Linked DNA regions of Mus musculus: region 1 is linked to region 2. The links are chromatin contacts, called in public Hi-C maps. All regions are on one chromosome and are shown on one strand. The core of a region is the stretch at or near the end of the contact, and the rest is flanking DNA. Distances in the headings are between cores, read along the strand shown.

What was found. A called contact is a pair of places that touch in the nucleus more often than the background predicts.
Region 1: a contact with region 2 is called in a Hi-C map of CD8 T cells, with 1.5 times the contacts expected there. The contact joins the promoter of Glp1r here to the enhancer-like site in region 2. A contact is called at or near these places in 2 of 39 promoter capture datasets (HPC-7-derived erythroid cells and liver), 7 of 484 Hi-C or Micro-C datasets (CD8 T cells, embryonic stem cells, nephron progenitors and 1 more), 5 of 115 datasets of contacts at active chromatin or transcription factors (the SCID.adh cell line, embryonic hindbrain, embryonic stem cells and 1 more) and 3 of 9 other capture datasets (adipose tissue, liver and pancreatic islet).

The regions. Positions count from the first base shown.
Region 1 is chr17:30,900,238-30,905,059 of GRCm38.p6, reverse strand. Glp1r (glucagon-like peptide 1 receptor) reads right to left here and starts at 3,193. Exons shown (of 13, transcript NM_021332.2): 1 at 3,106-3,193. The coding sequence starts at 3,183.
Region 2 is chr17:30,840,544-30,845,423 of GRCm38.p6, reverse strand. It overlaps Dnah8 (dynein, axonemal, heavy chain 8), which reads right to left. Exons shown (of 93, transcript NM_013811.3): 88 at 4,711-4,871. Among named protein-coding and RNA genes, the nearest start is that of Gm41561, 15 kb to the left of the region's middle. Within about 2 kb of position 3,148, at least 31 of the 459 cell types and tissues checked have an H3K27ac peak or open chromatin away from gene starts, as enhancers often do. A contact at or near this core is called in CD8 T cells and the SCID.adh cell line, where this site is marked.

The DNA of each region.
Region 1 (4,822 bases), core at 1,944-4,443, 60 kb before region 2:
CTCACAGACACACTGTCACAGGCTATATCCCTCACCCCCTCAGGGATGTTCCTAGCACTGAGACCCTGACATGGGGTCTCCTGACCCCACATCAACACACACAGACAGCCAGGTGCACAGGCACTTGCCGAAACATTCTCTCTCTCTCTCTCTCTCTCTCTCTCTCTCTCTCACACACACACACACACACACACACACACACACACACACACACACACATGACCCATACAATCACACATATAAACACTGCCACAAGCACTGTACTTTTCCCCTACAAGGTTACATACCAGGAGATTCCCATTCACCCACCGGGCTGTTATATACAATCCCATACCTTCCCAAAAGCACAGTATAACAGGTAGGATATCAAGGCACACACACACACATGCAAGTACACACAAGCGCACGAACTGTTGGACGTGTGATTATATGCTAATACATTGCTGCATACATGGTGACACCGATCCACTGTGACACAAAGGGTCCCAAACAAACACAAAAAGAAATGGAGCCTCTTATATCTTGGACACCTATCTCCAATCTATCTCATATGCATCTCTGTGTAACACACACACACACACACACAACACACACACACACACACACACACACACACACACACACACACACACAAGAATTTGCCGAGGACAGGTGCACCAGACACTAGAAGACAGGATGTGGTTTCTTGGCTGCTCCTGGACAGCCCTATGCTGGGTCTGTGTCTGGAAGGAAGCCCAGCTAGGGACAAAGTCTACCCAGACCAAGCCGAAGCCTCAGCCCCCACTGCCCTTTGTTGGAGTACAGAGGCCAGGGGCTTGCAACAATCCTGCACCAGGCTGTACTCTGCAGCCTGGGGACACACCAGGTTCCAAAGGACATTTCTCCCAGAGGCCTCAAGCTGCCATTTCAGAAATGGGTCCCCTTAGGGACCCTCCATCCCTCCATGTCAGACCCTATGATCCCTGTTTTACTGATAGAGAAACTGGGTTTAGGATCATCGAGGGTCCTGCTAAAGAGTTCCAGCAAAGATCAGACCTGACCTCAGAACCCAGTTCCACCCGGTTGGAACGTCAAGTGTCAAATGCTTGCTTAGCTTCTCAGTAGCCCAGCTCCCTCATAGAGGGTCTATGGGTAGAAGGGAACAGGGTGAGAGGAGTGGTCCTTCCCAGAAAGCACACTGGAACAGCCTAGGTCACGTTTGGCACAAGTTAGCTCAACCATCCCTTAATTTGCAGGGAAGCAACTTCTGCCCTCACCAGACCTGCTCCCTTGGCCTTCATGCCCACCGGGCAGGAGGAAGGCATGGGCCAAGAGCTGGGGTCCCACTCTCTTTGCTCCCCCATCCCTAAGCTGCTGTACCCTACCACCTAGGGAACCCTGTTTCTGAGTACTCACCCTACCACGAATGACAGGAAGGTGATCTCACAGACAGAAAGTAAAATACAAAATTTATTCTTGAGTCTTTCCAGGGTCCATGCGGTTGTGCTGTAATTATTGCAATCTAACGTTAAAGCTGCCTGTCACACACACACACACACACACACACACACACACACACACACACACCTCTGCAGGCGGCTACCGGAGACATTAGTACTCGCCATAACAAGGGCACCCCATCAAAGCTCCAGTGTGTCTCTTCAGCACCTGCATTTCTGCTCTTATGAACCAGGGCTGGAGTAAGGGTCAAGATGCTTGACATTAGAGGAGGGAGTCTTGCAGGGAGAAGAAAGGAAGGCCTCAAGCTTGGCTCTGTCCCCTCACTCTCAACCTAATCTGCAAATGTGACCCACAGCAGCCTAGGACCAGAAGGCTCAAATCCCCACCATCCTGCCTCACAAGAAGGAACTGAGCAGCGAATCTGCGGTTGTGGCTGGAAAGATCCCAATGTCACCAGGAAAGCCATGGCCTGCAGGGGAACAGAGAGGCAGTGCCAGAGACTGGGAAGGTATCTCTTGGGGACAGTTGGCCCTGGAGAACAGGGAGAGGATTAATCTGGGAAAGGGTTTGGGAGCTGAGACAGTGCACTTCCTGGGGAGGCACCTCTGTCCACAACTCGGTTCTCAGCCAGGGCTGAGGTCTGTGCCCTCCTATGTCAGACCAAGCTCAAACGGATGCAGGCCCACTCCCCAACGGTTAAGCCCTTTAGCTCTGGAGGTGGACACAAGACATGATGTGTAAAGTACTCCCTTCTATAGGAACACTGCCCAGCCTTGGGCCTCTTCTATGCAAGGGTATCCTGGCACATTTGAACAACCGCCCTCCATACAAGCAGCTGGCCATCATGGCCAGGGCAGGAGCCTGGGGCAGGATTCACAGGCAGGTCAGAGAGAGTCAGAGAAGAGCCCACAAGAGTCCAGCTGCGACCTAGTCTTTGGCGACACCAAGGAGGTTGGATGTTCCGGTGACCCTCGGTATTCTTTCTGGTGGGTTATTAATCCAAGGGGGTCTAGGATGGGTATTAGCCGAGTGTATGAGAGGGCCTGGCTGATCCAGAAGAAACAGGGAACCTGCTGCATGTTTGCTGCAGAGGCTGGGGTGGAGGTGGCAAGTCAGTGCCACCTGGGAGGTCATCAGGAAGGACAACAGGCTGCAGGGTCCCTGGGGCTATGAGTCAAAGACTGTGATGAGGTGATGGGAGGAAGCTGCATTTCTACAACCAGGCCCCTTCGGTCCTCTAGAGCTTCCTGGGTACCCCATACACAAGGAAGCCCAGGAGGAGTGCAGGGGAAGGCACCGCAGGGGTTCTGAGTACAGAGGGAAGGCAGAGTGCCAGTGGGTTTGGAAAAGGAGTTGGGAAAGTAATAAGGGACAAAGACGGGTCGCAGAAGTCAGAGCAGGGCAACCCTGGGGCAGCTGGTGCCCTGACAGAGCAGCTGGAGCCGAGAAGTGAGGCAGCTCTTCAGGATGAGGGTAGTCACCTCATGTCCAATCCCCACCTGGACTCCTCAACTCCTCTGTCTCTTCCTCGCCTGAGCCTTGCACTTCCCCTGTCTGGGGTCCCGGAGTTTCTGCTCAAGTCCAGGAGCCCCTCCGCTAGCTCTTGTGCCCGCAGAACACCGCAGCGTCCCCCTCCCATTTGTCACCGGGGTTCCCAGGGCTCACCTGAGGGCGGGGGCCGGCCCTGCCCACCGCCCCGAGCAGCAGGAGCGCCAGGCGCAGGAGGCTTGGGGTGCTGGCCATGGCTGGGCGCTCAGGACTGGGTCATAGCTGCCACCTGCGGAACCGCGCGCCGCGACTGATCCCTGCCGGGCTGCGGGGGGAGGAGCTGGCGTGGGGCCGCCCCGCCCGTCCGCAGGAGGGATCGGGCGGGGTCCCTGTCCTCTTCCGCCTGGGTTTCAGGAGGCCCGGGGCCAGACCGGCCTCCAGCGTCCCGGGCCAGGAGATGTTCGGCGCTGTGCTCCCCGCGGGCTCCACTCAGGTTTAAGAGCCGCAGGAGCGGAGCTTCTAGCTCTGAGCGCCTGTGGTGCCTGCGCCTGGCCAGCTCGCTGCGACCAGTGGAGCCCGCCTCCCACCCCCGCACCCCGATCTCCTCCTGGCTCCCCCTCAACTAAGGAAAGCCACGCCCCCACCGAGTCAGTGCTTCCAAAAGGAAACTGAGGCCAGGAAAGGTGTAGGATTGGTACAAGGTCATAGTGTTGGTCAGACTTCTGGAAAGTATCCCACAAGCTGCTAGTTACTAGGGAAGAAAGATCGGACTAGTTGGGTGCCACCTACTTCCCCAATCCTCTCCTCATCCCAAGCCCAGCCTTCTGGGCCTGCACAGCAGTCAAGGTGGTAGGGATCAGGACAAGAGATCCCAGAAGAGTCCTTAGGGTCCTTTCTATCTAAAACTTTAGAAATTGCAGGGTGAAGAGGGTTGAGGCTGGATTCTGTTTTTCTAGAACTTTCCAAATGTTCCCTGTCCACCCCTTGCTGTCCCTGGGCCTGCTACAATGTGTGCCCTGACTAGCTTACCCTATGCACTTCAGTCTGTCTTCCTACACCACACCTTTGCCCTTGGCTGCAGTACAGGTCGGGAGAGCTCCAGACTCCTACCTCTTCTGTGAGTTAATAAGTGGGACAGGCAAGCCGAGGTGTACCACTAACCTCTTGAGGAAGGCAAGAGGATGCACCCCCCCCCCACCATGAACTAGTATAAGGAAGTTGGGTGTGGCTCTACTCAGCCCTGGACCTGCCTAGGGCTAGTCTGGACCATTCTGGAAGAGAAGAGAGATTGGATGCATAGCTGCAACTCTTAGAGATTACAGAACTTCCCAAAGTCCTGCAGGAAGTGGGTCTATACATCCAGTGCTCAATCCCGCGGAGGGAGACAGCCAAGAGAGGTGCGGAGCGCGCTCCACTCAGAGAGAGAAGCTCCCTTCTGGTGAGCTCTGCCTTTGAGTCCCTTGTTTTAGCCCCAGCCTGAGGTCAAGCAGGTTCCCCCTGTGTGCCACACAGGCTTGGCTGTTTAGCTGTCAGGACCATCCATCCAAATAAATGATCTAACTAGGGCTTTTACGGAAAGCAAAGCTGGAACTTCAGCCCAGGTTGGAGTGAGTAGCCATTCTCTGCTCATCAAGGTCTCCAGATCTTTTCGCTTTTCTGGTACCAGCATCTACCTAAATGACCCGAAGTGGCTCGCTTTAGAACCAATCAGGACATCAAAAGTCCAGCTGCAGGGAAGGACCAGCTGATTGCCCAGAGGGACCTGTCCTGAAGACAGCAATCATCAATTCCCCACCTGCTCATCAGAATTTAGTCACATGGCCATCCCTAGTTTCAAGAGAGGCTGGAAAAGGTACTTTTTATTTTGGGCTGTCACAGGCACAGTTAAGCAATG
Region 2 (4,880 bases), core at 1,899-4,398:
ATAACCCGCTAATGAGAAAAAGAGACAAAATAAATAACTGCTTTTGACACCGAGATAGAGGAATTTGCGGAGTCTTTGGTACCTTATAAATCTAGATAATAAAATGTGAATACACTGTACATTTTTATAGCCTCTGTCACCGAGATAGCCAGCCTCGTGGGAGAGATTTTACTTATTTTAAAGCATTTAATTCGGTGTGATCTCCCTCCACCACCACCTTCAGAGGCTCTGCATTTTGAAACAAAGATCAAAGAGGGAGAAGGCCCGTGATTCCCTTCTACAGATTTCTCTCCTTTGAGATTTATGGACGTGAACTTCAGAAGGCAGGTCCTCATAAACAGGGGACAATTCTTCACCATGGCCCATGACACCCATGGGACTATGTAGGAGCAAGATTGCTGTTGAATGGCATAGTGAGTCCTCTGACTGGGAACATTCACACCGACTAAGCTGCTGCTTTGTAGAGTCCTTGTCTTGTGGCTTTGACTTTTGCCTCAACTCCCCTCCTTCTGCCCACCCCCCCCCCCACACACACACACACCCCATGAGGCTCTATGTTTCCCTTGGGAGCGGGAACACTTTCACTCTTAAATCCTATGTTGTCCCAACCTCCCAGGTCAGATGTGGCAGGGGCGTGTTGGATTACGCCATTTTTTACATAGCCCCTGAAGAACTGAGACTTGCTGGGGTAAGAGGGGGGGGGGGGTAGTTTGTAGCTAGAAAATGTGTCCCTTATTGCTTACTGCCTCCTGGTGGCCATCAGGGAACAACAAGAGAGCAGGAGGCAGGAGCCTCTGGAAAAGAAAACCTAACGATTTTTAAAGCAAGATCATTTGGGGGGTAGGATTCTAGTCGCCAGATACTTCAGGGCCCAGAGGGAAAGAAGAATTAAACCCCCAAAACAAAACTCACCCGGGGACTGGTAACTTTCCAAACACAGCTGCGGGATACAGCTGGCCAGTCGCCTGGTGAGGCAGGAACTGGAAACAAGAGTATGAAGTGCAGGCAAGAGGAGACTCAGCAATGGGGGAACCCCAAGCAGAAACCAAGTGGGAAGATGGGAACTCAGCCAGATCCGAGGAGCTAAGTGAACAAGCCCCGGGGCCGACAGGCATCACCAGCCGAAAGAGTTCTCCATCAGTGGAAGAGACCCAGGGCTCTGAGCAAAGCTCTTGGCACAGTTTTTGGAAGGTGCCAGCTTAGGCTTCCTAGAGAGAGCCTGCCGGATGTCTTCCAGAACCCTCTCTCTGCCATCCTTGAGCAGCAATGAATGAACATAAGCTATAGAAGAAAGTTGTAGGCCTTGGCAATATGCTCAATGCATCCTGTCAGATCTGGTTTATGACGTGGCCTGCCACTTTGTCCCACCTATCACCATCCCTGATTTAGGTCAGTATCCACACAGTAGATCCCTGGATCTACCCACCAGGTCTGGGTCTCTAACATGTTTTAAGACTCTAGACAAGGTTGCTGTATTGGGGCTGCTCTAGATAAGGTTGCTCTATTGAGGATGCTCTAGATAGGGTTGCTCTACTGAGGATGCTCTAGATAAGGTTAGAGAGGTGGCAATAGATTCCATTGTGCTCTAAGTGCCCTGGAAACCATCAAAGAAGAGAAGAGGTAGCAGTAGGGGAGTATCAAGGAGGCCATGGATCCATTTGGAAGCTTGAGTTACCTGAGAGAATTCATATAGGAAAATTAGTCTGGTGCTTTGCCACCGTGTGCTTTGCCCATCAGTGACTAAGGATGTGCTGAGCTGGGTCTCATTAAAGAGGACCCCTGACTTGTCTGGCATTCACCTGTGTTGATGTCTGTGGCCCCTATGGTTTCTCTCGGATGCAGCGACTCATGGTAGCAACGTGGCTGTCCACAGATGCCTGAAAGATTATTTTGACTAGAACATTCCTTTTGGAGAGAGGCCAAATGGCAAGCAACACTTCTACCTTCAAAAGCAGAGGCAAAACCAAAGAAGGAAACAGGACACAAATCCTGCAACATAGGTCACAGATAAAAGATGGGAATCGTGTGTGTGTGTGTGTGTGTGTGTGTGTGTGTGTATACACACACACACACACACACACATATATATATGTATACTTAAAAGGGGACTCAAATTGCTATTGGAGAAGAGTGGACAAGTCTATGTCGATAACACTTAGGTATAGAAAAACTCAAAGTAAGAAAGACTATCTTCACGGGTTTCATTTCTGTTGCTATGATAAAACAAACACCCTGGCCAGAAGCCACTTAAGGGAGGAAAGGGCTTGCAATCCCAGAACGTAGTCCATCACTGGCTGGAACATGGTGGTACATGGCTGTAATCCCAACCCTCAGGAGATGGAGGTAAAAGGACCCCGTAATTTGTAAGCCTACAGAGCAAGTTCAGGCTCAGCCAGAAATGAATGAAGCCCTGCCTAAAAAAATCGTTTTCCCAATACTGGGGATTGAACCCAGAAATTTGTGCATGCTAGGAAGGTATTTATCAGATACCTATCCAGCCTCTCCAGCCGCACAGCAACATCTTTTATTACATAGTTAATAATTGCACAGAGTTCTGTCTGCTGCTTTTCTTCCTACCCAGGGGAAACCATCACATTCTATGCATCAGTCCCGCTGGTCAGACTCATTAGAGTCTGGGAGGACTTAGCATTGCTGATTCAGCCAACAAAGTCTCCTGGGCACCAAGGTACAGCAGTGAGATCGGATACAGGTTCTGGATGCAATGGAGTTTACATTTTAACTGGTGGCTGATCAATAAAAGCAAGTAAATAATAAAAGCAGAGTGTGTCTGTGGCAGATACAAGAAAAGTTACGTCACGGGGTTAGGGTTTGAGGTGAGGCTTGAAACAGATCAACATCTGTACTTAGGGTGAGTGACCCCTAAGCAAGGGCTGGAAGAGGTAAGAAAGAAACCACAGTGGTATTTCAGGGTCAGGGCATGTTCCAGGAAGTGCAATCGCGGAGTCCTGTGGTCTAAGTAATAGGAAGATATGGAGAGCTAGCTGGAGGGAGGGATGTGAGAGGGGAGGATGGAGGCAGGACTGGAGGTCTGGATTATATGTATGTAGGATACCTTTGACCTTGACTCGAGGTAATGCAAGGACCTCGGGAGGCTTCTGATCAGAGGAACTATGGAGTCTAACCCACATTTTAACAGCCTTAACTCAAGCGAAACCACTTCCTCCTGCCCTCCCCAAACTGTTTGTTCTCAAGATGATCCCCAGTGCATTTTTAAAAAATTATTGTTTCACCCCCTAATTGTGCATTTCAGCTCACTGAATGGAGCCTCTCAAAGCAGTGGCCCGGAGGCGACAGCGAAGAGCTACCGTGTGTTCCGTCCCAGGGTCTGTAAGGAGCACGAACCACTTGAGGCTTGGGATGGCCTCTCTCCAAGTGAAAAGTGCTGTGGGCCGGATTAGAGGACACAGAGGAGAGGAACCCAGTGTAATCACAAAGTCTCGTGTCACACGCAGGACATGCTTTGTCTGGGTCAGAAGACCAAATACGCTTGTCCATAAGAACAGACCAGAGTACTAGAACTGGGCAGTACCCACCCATGCTTGATGATAGAGTTATTAAAATTATAGCCATGGCTGAAGGGCTGGGAGAGAGACAGACATGCCCCTCCTCCTAGCTAGGTATGGACGGCAAAGGTGACACCTTGCAGTGGAGCGACTCAGCTGTGGCTAACTGAGTTGGCAGTTGGAAAGGGGTGATCCTTTTTAGCGGAGGGTTCTCCAAAGATAAACTTCATCTGGAAGGTGGCTACATGGAGAGCTAAGGATTGGTGGGTGTTTCTGTGCCTTTGTGGGATCGGGGACCTCACATGGTGCTGAGGGGTACATGACCATGAGGGACTCATGGCTATAAGGTTGTAGGCAAGCAAGCACGGGAAGAGATGATCCATTGTAAGAGACAGGACTCTGACCATATGTGCTCTGCCCTTGCAGACCTTGCTTATGCTATAGATCACACATTATAATAGATATCTAGATGTTCTTAATTATGTGTGCACATGGGTGGGTGTGTACACATGAGTGCACCTGCCCAAGGAGGCCAGAAGAGGGCGTCAGATCCCCTGCAGCTGGAGTTAAAGGTGGTTGTGAGCCACAGGCATGGGTGCTGCGAACTGAACCTGGGTCCTCTACAAGAGCAGCACGTGCTCTTAACCACTGAGTCATCTCTCTGCTCCCAAGGGTCGTAATTTTAATGGATACTTGGAGAAAGAGATGAGGAGCCAGAATATGACCATCAATGGAGAACATCAATTAATGTAAAAACATAACTGGTTTTATGACAGGACAGAGAAGTAATCAAGGCATAAATTACAGCCTTTGTGTTGTCATAAATGCCAGGCCCTGGGGATTTAGTGAGTGGAGGGCCGGCCGAGTTGTCACGGAGTTGTAATTGGGAGACAGGAAGGAACACTCTTTTTCACAGGAAAATAAAAAGAAAGGAAAGGAGAGAGATTAGGGGAGAAAATGAAATGCATAGTCTTTGCCAGGCTTGAGTTACAAATGACACCTTCAAATTAAAAAAAAAAAAAAAGGAAAGAAAGAAAGAGAGAGAGAGAGAGAGAGAGAGAGAGAGAAAGAAACAAAGAAAGAAAGAAACAAAGAAAGAAACAAAGAAAGAAAGAAAGAAAGAAAGAAAGAAAGAAAGAAAGAAAGAAAGAAAGAAAGAAAGAAAGGAAAGACACCAAGAACTTACGTGATGTCGGCATTGGGGTGAAGCCCAAAGACTTCTGGGTTATCGAGGGATGGCAGAGACTGGATGAACTCAAAATACTGGTCCAGGGTTTTGCATATGGGGATTTTGTAGCCGGTGTAAAAACAGAACGAGGGCTCAAACATCTTCTCACTGAACCAGACCTGTGTGGG